Linked DNA regions of Macaca mulatta: region 2 is linked to region 1. Evidence: chromatin contacts called from public Hi-C data. All regions are on one chromosome and are shown on one strand. Each heading gives the region's core, a stretch centred on a gene start, on an enhancer-like site or on the middle of the called end of the contact. The rest is flanking DNA. Distances are from core to core; before and after follow the strand shown.

Evidence for each region. Hi-C and Micro-C count contacts between places; a contact is called where the count stands out from the background.
Region 2: a Hi-C map of fetal cortex germinal zone shows a contact between it and region 1, with 3 times the contacts expected there. The contact joins two enhancer-like sites. A contact is called at or near these places in 4 of 14 Hi-C or Micro-C datasets (cortical neurons, fetal cortex germinal zone, fetal cortical plate and 1 more).

What each region holds. Positions count from the first base shown.
Region 1 is chr1:235,054,036-235,057,885 of T2T-MMU8v2.0, reverse strand. No RefSeq gene overlaps it. Among named protein-coding and RNA genes, the nearest start is that of KCNAB2, 250 kb to the right of the region's middle. Within about 2 kb of position 2,370, at least 10 of the 40 cell types and tissues checked have an H3K27ac peak or open chromatin away from gene starts, as enhancers often do. A contact at or near this core is called in fetal cortex germinal zone and fetal cortical plate, where this site is marked.
Region 2 is chr1:235,286,312-235,290,139 of T2T-MMU8v2.0, reverse strand. No RefSeq gene overlaps it. Among named protein-coding and RNA genes, the nearest start is that of KCNAB2, 480 kb to the right of the region's middle. Within about 2 kb of position 1,384, at least 6 of the 40 cell types and tissues checked have an H3K27ac peak or open chromatin away from gene starts, as enhancers often do. A contact at or near this core is called in fetal cortex germinal zone and fetal cortical plate, where this site is marked.

The sequences.
Region 1 (3,850 bases), core at 1,121-3,620:
TCCTCTTTCTTTAATTATTACAGTCATAGTCTCTTGCCTGGCAAGACAGGCATGTGTCTTCAGGAAATGGCATGTGTGCTGGATATTGTGACTTCCTCAAGTGCAGGAGCAGTGACCTGGTCCCCTTTTCCCCACAGCACCGCCTCAGTCCCGCAGATGTCACGTCTAGGTGGCTCATCTTCAGCAAGGTGAAAACTGTCCACAAACACCAGCCACTAAGGACCTCTCTCACCTCTTGAGAGATGTTGGGGTCCCTTCCCCAGCACCCCTGACTGCAGCCCTGACACCGCCACTCCCAGCAGGATGTCCACCATGGCCCCATCAGCTGGGCTCCTGGCCTTCACCAACCACCCAGCTGGGCTGGCTCTGTGATGTCAGCAGCGAAGAAGACACAGTTCCTGAACGTGGAATCTCAACTGAGAGGGAGGGACCACTGGCCACATGGGCTGCCTGAGGCCCCTCAGAGCCCTCAGCACCCGGGGCATTTCCAAGCAAGTCCGGCAATAGCAGTTGGAAGTTATGCTCTGCCTAGCCCATCGTATGACCCCTGGAGGGGCTGCCCCCTCCTCAGCCAACTCAAGGCAAGCTGGCACCTCCCTCCAAGGCTCCTGCCTTCCAAATCCCAGGAAGCTGCTTCCTGGGCAGGACAGGACCTGCTCATACCAATCCCCACGGAGGGGGCTGGGGGAGACTGGGGCTTCCCAGCCTCCAGGTGTCTAAAAGGGGCTAAGGCTTCTCAAAGCTGGCACTGACTCCTTCAGATGAGCTCCCCTCTCTTGCTGCCTCCCCTCAGTGCAGAGGTGCCGGGGTGGTGAGATCACAGGCTCACAGAGAGCCTAGCCCACGGCTCCTCCATCAGCCCCTGCACACTGCAGGGCACATCACGGGTGCAGAACATGAAGCTCTGTCCTCAGTGAGGCATTCCTCACCTAGCAGCGAAGGCGAGCCCGTCCCACAGGTGTGGATGCAGGGTCCTGGGGGCAGCCTCCCCCTCTCCCTGCCCATGTGGTCCTGGGCACTGTGTATCCATTTTCACTACCCACCCTAGCCCTGAGGAAAGGAGACCTGGATCCAGCCAAAGACCACCGTCCCCAGGCCCGGGGTGGCCCAGGCCTGGGTGCTGGACTCCAGCAAGGCTGGTCCCATCCTTCCATGAGATCTGCTGTGTCCACGCTACCAGCAAGAAGCTCTGCCCTTCACATGAGACATCCAGCTCCACCCCAGCAACAGGGCTCCAAACACTTGCTGGAGAAAGTCAGGCCTGCCACGCTCACAGAGCCAGATCCAGCTCTGCGTGAAGCTGGCTGGGCCTCGACCCTGGGTAACTGGGCCCGGCGCAGCGTCTCTATGTGCGCCTGGGGCTGTGTTCTTTTTTTCTTTCTTTTTCTTTCTTTATTCCTCCCTCCCTTCCTTTTTTCCTCCCTCCCTCCCTTCCTTCCTTTCTCTCTTTCTTTCTTCCATGTATTTATTTAATTTTACTCAAGCTACTTTGACCCTTTTAAACTGAAAAAAGTTCCAGCCAATCCCCACATGCAAGAGCTAGCTCTTGTTCCAGGAGCTCCCAGTGCTGACACGGGGTAGGCCTGATGCTGACTGCATCTGGAATTCAGAGAAGCCGGAGGTCGGAGTGAGCCCCTGCTCTGGTTCCAGCTCAGCCCCTCCCTGGACCTCAATTAACCCCAGGCCTGAGTTGAGTTTAAAATCCTGTAGCCTGTCTGAGATTCAGCTTCAATGACCAACTCAAGCCCCCCAACACACACGCACACTCACACACGCAGAGTCACAGGTACAGAGACACACACATGTACACACAAAGAGACATACACAGAGTCACATACAGGAACAGACACACAAACTGAGAAAGAGACACAGATACACACACACACACACACAGAGACACACACAGAAATACACACAGACACACACAAGCACAGACACACACACAGATACACAGAAAAAGAGATACAGACACACAGGAACACACAGAAACACATACACAAATACACACAGGGACAACACACAGACACACACACATCTGTAACGCTCTGAAGACTCAGGCAGGGCCGTCTGTCACCCAGCACAGCCTCATCCTGCCAACCAGGCTGGACAGGGCCCCTGAGGCCATTGCAAGGGCAGAGCAAGTTTGCACGGGGAAACCCACATTCGTTCCCTCGCAACGCTGGCTGCAGCATCCCAGGCAAAGGCTTCCCAGGCTGAAGGGGGCTCCGTGCAGGAGGAGGGGCCCCCACACCGCACCCCACGTCCCACTTTCCTCCCTCTCTCTTCCCACCTGCCACCTCTAGCTCCGCGGCAGGGAGTTCTGGTAACAGCTAGACACACGGGCAGAAACCCACAAAAAGACTCACACATGTGTGTGTGTATTCCAAGGAAGAAGTGAAATCCTTGCTCCCATTGCCATGGCAACCCCACTCGGCGCTACAGCAAGAGCTTTAATTGGCAGTGCTTATTTGGCTGAAACCCCAGGAATAATCAACAGGAGATTAGAAACATTAAAAGCCAGCAGGAGCATCCTGGAGAAGACGACGACAGAAAGGACGATCCCCCTGAAAACTCTATTGATGACAGGAATGACAATCGTATGGTTTATTGCGTGACTGCGTCACGCCAGCCTGTGCTGAGTTCTTTGCATGCGTTATTTTGTTGGATCTTTCCAACAGCCCTTTGATGATTTCTCCCATTTTACAGATGGAAAGTTACCTGAGGCTCAGAGAGGTAAAGGAAGTGCCCCAAGGCCACACAGGATTTAAAGCCTGCTTGGAATGACTCCAAACGCCACCCTGGTCATGATGGTCATGAGCACTGTGCTTTGCCTGGGGTCCCCAAGGAGGCACCAGAATCAGCTGCCGGGACCCCTGTAGCTTTTCCAAGGCAGCTGACACCCTCTATGCCCCTGGTGGCTAAAGACCACAGCTCAGCCAGCCAGAGGGCCTGGCCAGAGGTGACCTCCAAGACACCAGCCAACACCTGTGTCCAGGTTGCTGCCGGCTTCACCCCTCAGACCTCCCGTCCCTGCTGCTGCTCTGGCCACAGCGTCCACCCTGCAGCCCGCCGTGGGCCTGCTGACCTCTGGTGGCAGCCATGGGTCATGGCACCAAAACATGGACTTAACTCCCAGACCCTAAGGAGGAGAGCGCTGGTCCAGGAGCTCCCCATGCTTGGGAGAGCCCCTGCAAAGGATTCTGAGGGTGCCAGAGCCAGGTGGGCAGGGCAGCGTGGCCAGCACCCAGCACCTTTTGCAGGCGTTCAGAAGGGAAGAGCCGGGCTCCAAGAAAGGCTGCCCTGTAGTTGCTCCCTTTTCTGCTGAGGGAGCAGCTGACAGGGGAGGCCAGTTAGCACCAGGGATCCTCTGGCCACAACAGTCCTGCCACCATCCACAAGCAAGTGGCTGAGTCCTGTCTGCCCAGAGCCCAGCCAATCGGCACTGCAGACAAAGGACGCTGACCTGGCCCTGGGTCCCTGGCCAGGCCCTAGACTTGGAATGGCTCTGCCATCCCATCCATAGCCCCTGAGCCACTGATGGCAGCACCTGGACCCTGGACCCTGAGCCCTGGTCTCAATCATGATGTCAGTGCTGGTGCTTTCTGAGCGCAGCTCCCGGGGAGCCAACATCGCACCAAGTGCAGGGACCTCCAGTTTTGTCTGTTGCGTGATTTCTGGAAGCAAACAGCCTGCAGCCACTGACAGCAGCCATCAGACAGGCACCGAGAAGAGCCCAGCACGATGGCGGCAGCAGGCGGGCTTCCCAGGCTTCGTAGGCTTCCCAAACGTGTATCCACTGAACAATTTAAATTGCTTTTTTTGAAGCAACTGGCATTTACTCAGTTGGCAT
Region 2 (3,828 bases), core at 135-2,634, 230 kb before region 1:
ATCTGGCTCCCTCTGTGAAAACTCCTGCTGATCGGCTGGAGGTGCAAGATGGTTGGGGGCTGGCCCCTGCTAGGAAGGGTCCCACCTGCTTGGGGTGGCCTTGCCCCCTTTGTCCCTCGAATCCCTGTGGCACTTCTTCTCACAGTTCATTTCCATATTGGAGCCGTGAGACCATGAAGTGCAGGGTGTGGACCTGGGGATGAGGCCAAGGAAGTAAGGTCTTCACTCGGGCCCCAGTGCAGGGAATGGTACACCAAGCCCACTTCAGCTCACCAAAGGCAGCTTCAGGCCTCAGCCACTGACCAATGCAGCCCATGCCATCCGGAGGCTGTTGGAGGGGGACCCTGTGTCTGTAGCTCCATGGTGGCCATAAGGGGCATGCAACGGTGAGCAGTCTACCTGCAGGCCCCAGTCACCTGACTGTCCTCGCAGCACCCAAGGGTCACAGCTTCAAGATCCTGAGCAAACTTTTTGTCCAACAGACAGCATGCCAACCCCTCCAACATTTCAATCCCCTTAAGAAGCTTCTGTTTACACACCACAAGAAAGCAGCCACTCCTTTTAGGCCTGACGCTTCTCTTTTCCAAACATCAACCAAAAACCCGGCAGGCTTTGTGTTTAGAACATAAGGGACATACCCTCCCCCAGCCCCTCCCAGTCTCCCTGACTCCTCCAAGCACCTGTGCAGCCAGTCTGCTTCTCCCCTAGCCTTCCCCCATCCAATCCTGCACCTGCCATTCCACATCTAGGTTTTCTCTCCATCCACCTCTCCCTCTCCATCACTGTGGCCATCCTAGCCCAAAGCCACCTGCTGCAGCCTCCTATCAGAACTCCCTCTTTCACCTCCCCCTCTACCATCCATTCTCTGCAGAGCAGGCCATGTAGAATTCTCAAAGCAATGAGTGTCATGTCACAACTGGGCTTAAAGCCATCAATGACTTCCCTCTGTGGGTAAATTTAAACAGGAACTCCTCTCCTCTCAGTCCTCCTTTGCACTTCTGTCCCTCCTGCTGTTGTCCTCTCACTGCTTGGACCTCTGGCTGGTCCAAGGTCAAGCCTGGACTGCTTGGACAAGCCTTCTCTCTTCCCTTTATGGTCCCTGGAATGTACGGTCCATGGAGCAGAGCCCTTGTCTGTTTCACCAACAGAGTTCCATCACCAAGACCCTGAAGCACGAAACCCATCCATAGTTGTTGAATGAAAGAATGAGTGAGTGCAGCGAGTAAGAAAGAGTATCTGGGTTTAAAAGCTAGAGGAGAGATAGCAAAGTCACACAAACGCTCGATGACTATAAAGGATCTCAGTGCAGTTCTGTGGAGCTGTTGCCTATCAGGTGTAGTGCCGGCAATTCCACTAATGGCCACCGGGGGCGCAGCGAGGCGGCAGCGCTGCCAGGCCCCCAGGCGGATCTTGCAGGAGGCTGGGCTCAGAAAGCCGGATTTCAGCGCCTGCTCCGGTCTCGTGTGCTTTTTCCGTAACAGTGTAACTTTTGATTAAAATAACGATATGCATTATTCATGTCATTACTATAAATATTGTCTATTATAAAGAGATTAGTAAAACCACAGGTACAAGTTATATCTGTTTCTGAAATAGACTTAACTGTTTGTCAACGACAAAGTAAGCACTGAGCTTACGTCCAAAGCCCAGAGCCTGCCCTGAGTCCCTTCCTGGAGTTAAAAACCTCCTGGACCACTCCTGCACCAAGCACGATGTCTTAGTCCGTTTGTAGTTCTATAAAGGAATACCTGAGGCTGAGTAATTTATTTTTAAAAAATAAAGTGTATTTGGCTTACGATTCTGCTGGTGGCAAGATTGTGCATCTGGTGAGAGCCTCAGGTTGCTTCCACTCATGGAGGAAGGTAAAATGGAGCCGGGTGTGCAAAGGCCACAAGGGGAGAGAAGACGCAAGAGAGACAGGGGAAGTGCCTGGCTCTTTCTAACAACCAGCTCTCATGGGAACTAATAGAGGGAGAACTCACTCATTATCTTGAGGAGGACACCAAAACCTTCATGAGGGATCCGCTCCCAAGACCCAAACACCTCCCACCGGGTCTCATCTCCAACAGTGGAGATCAAATTTCAACATGAGCTTTGGGGAACCAGTACTCAGACCACAGCACAAGACTTCAACTTGTTACATCAGCTAACCTGTGCTTTGCATGACCAACTTGATGTCTCCGAAGAGGATGTCTCAACAGAGCCTCCTTGGCCCTCTAATTGGTTCTATGACAATTCTATTTGATCCTTTTGATGGCCCAATGGGCACACCCTGCACCTTTGGGGTGGCCACTGGCCCACCAGGCATCTCATGGCAGCTCACCCTCAAGAGTGGCTACACACCCCAGCTTGTGTTCCTGGAGCCCTGGATCCTTTGGCTCTCAGTCGTGTATCTTTAGCCCGGTTGCTGGCCTCGGTCTGCTGGCTGTGCCCTGGATGCTGGCCTCTGCTCCTTTGTGTCTTCACATCCATAGAAGCTCTTCCTGAACCAAGACCGTGCCCTTCCTACAAACTCTGAATTGACCTGTCTGCTCCCTATTGCCATGTTAAGGTCATCAGAGCGGCAGCTGAGATGAACCAATCAGGGACAAGATTCTATGAGATTTTGCTAATGTACCAGGGCCCCCGCCCTGAAATAGGCGATCACAGCCAAGCTGGTGATATGACAAGTCAGGTTCATGATGGACGATCATGACTAAACAGATGTCACATAAGTGGATTTACAATTGCATTATTCCAGATTAGAGCATGGCAGATGGGGGTTCCCAGCCACAGAGGCTCCTCTCCCAGGACCCCCTCCCTGTGGCTGTGAGAGTTTCCTCTGTGTATCTCCCAGTCTGCAAACACCCATCTAACCTCTGGCAAATTCCTGGACCAGACAGAAGCCCACCCCCACCACGGGTGTGGGACTGGGTTACACTTTCGGGAAGACAGAGAACAGCTGAAAAGATGCCTACTCACTCAAAAACAGAAGCCTGTCTTTCCCCTCAAGCCACCTCCCTTCTCTCACCTGAGTGGTTTCATGGCTGGGCCATTTACTAGCTGTGTGAGCTTAGCAACCTCTCCAGACCTCAGTCCCCCAAACTGTAAAGTGGAAGGTATTAAAACCTCTCACACCATAGGGTTGTTGCAGGGATTAAAGATGGTGATTGCAGGTGCCTTAGTACTTGACAAGTAATGTGAGGCTGGGAAATGCTCACTATCTTGTCTGATCTTTGGTATATAAGTTACTCTGCAAAAGCAAACTGGTTTTGTAAACTCTAGTGGATTAAATTTTGTTTGTTTACATATAATAGTGGTTGTTTTATAACAAAGCACTGCATTTGTTTCTTCAAAAGATCTAGATTAATGTTCGTTTTACAAACACAGATTATAAAAAATTATTTAATGTCTCCTCACATAGTTGGATTACACACGGCCTCCCCTCTCCCCCACAACACACACACACACACACACACACACACACACACACACGAATGGATACAGAAGCCTGACGCTGTGGTCCACGGTAGTTAAAATCCAGGAGCCAGCATCCTCCACCTGGTTCCCATTAGAATCACCCCAAGAGATGCTGCCTGGCCCCCTCCATAAGCCATAGTTATCAGGGTCTCGGGGTGGGACTGGGTGTCATGGTTTTAAAGCTCTCCATGCATCTCCAATGCGTAGCCAGATGAAAAACACCATGTTAAGGTCATCAGAGTGGCAGCTGAGATGAACCAATCAGGGACAAGAGTCTATGAGATTTTGCTAATGTACCAGGCCCCCGCCCTGAAATAGGTGATCACAGCCAAGCTGGTGATATGACAAGCCAGGTTCATGATGGACGGT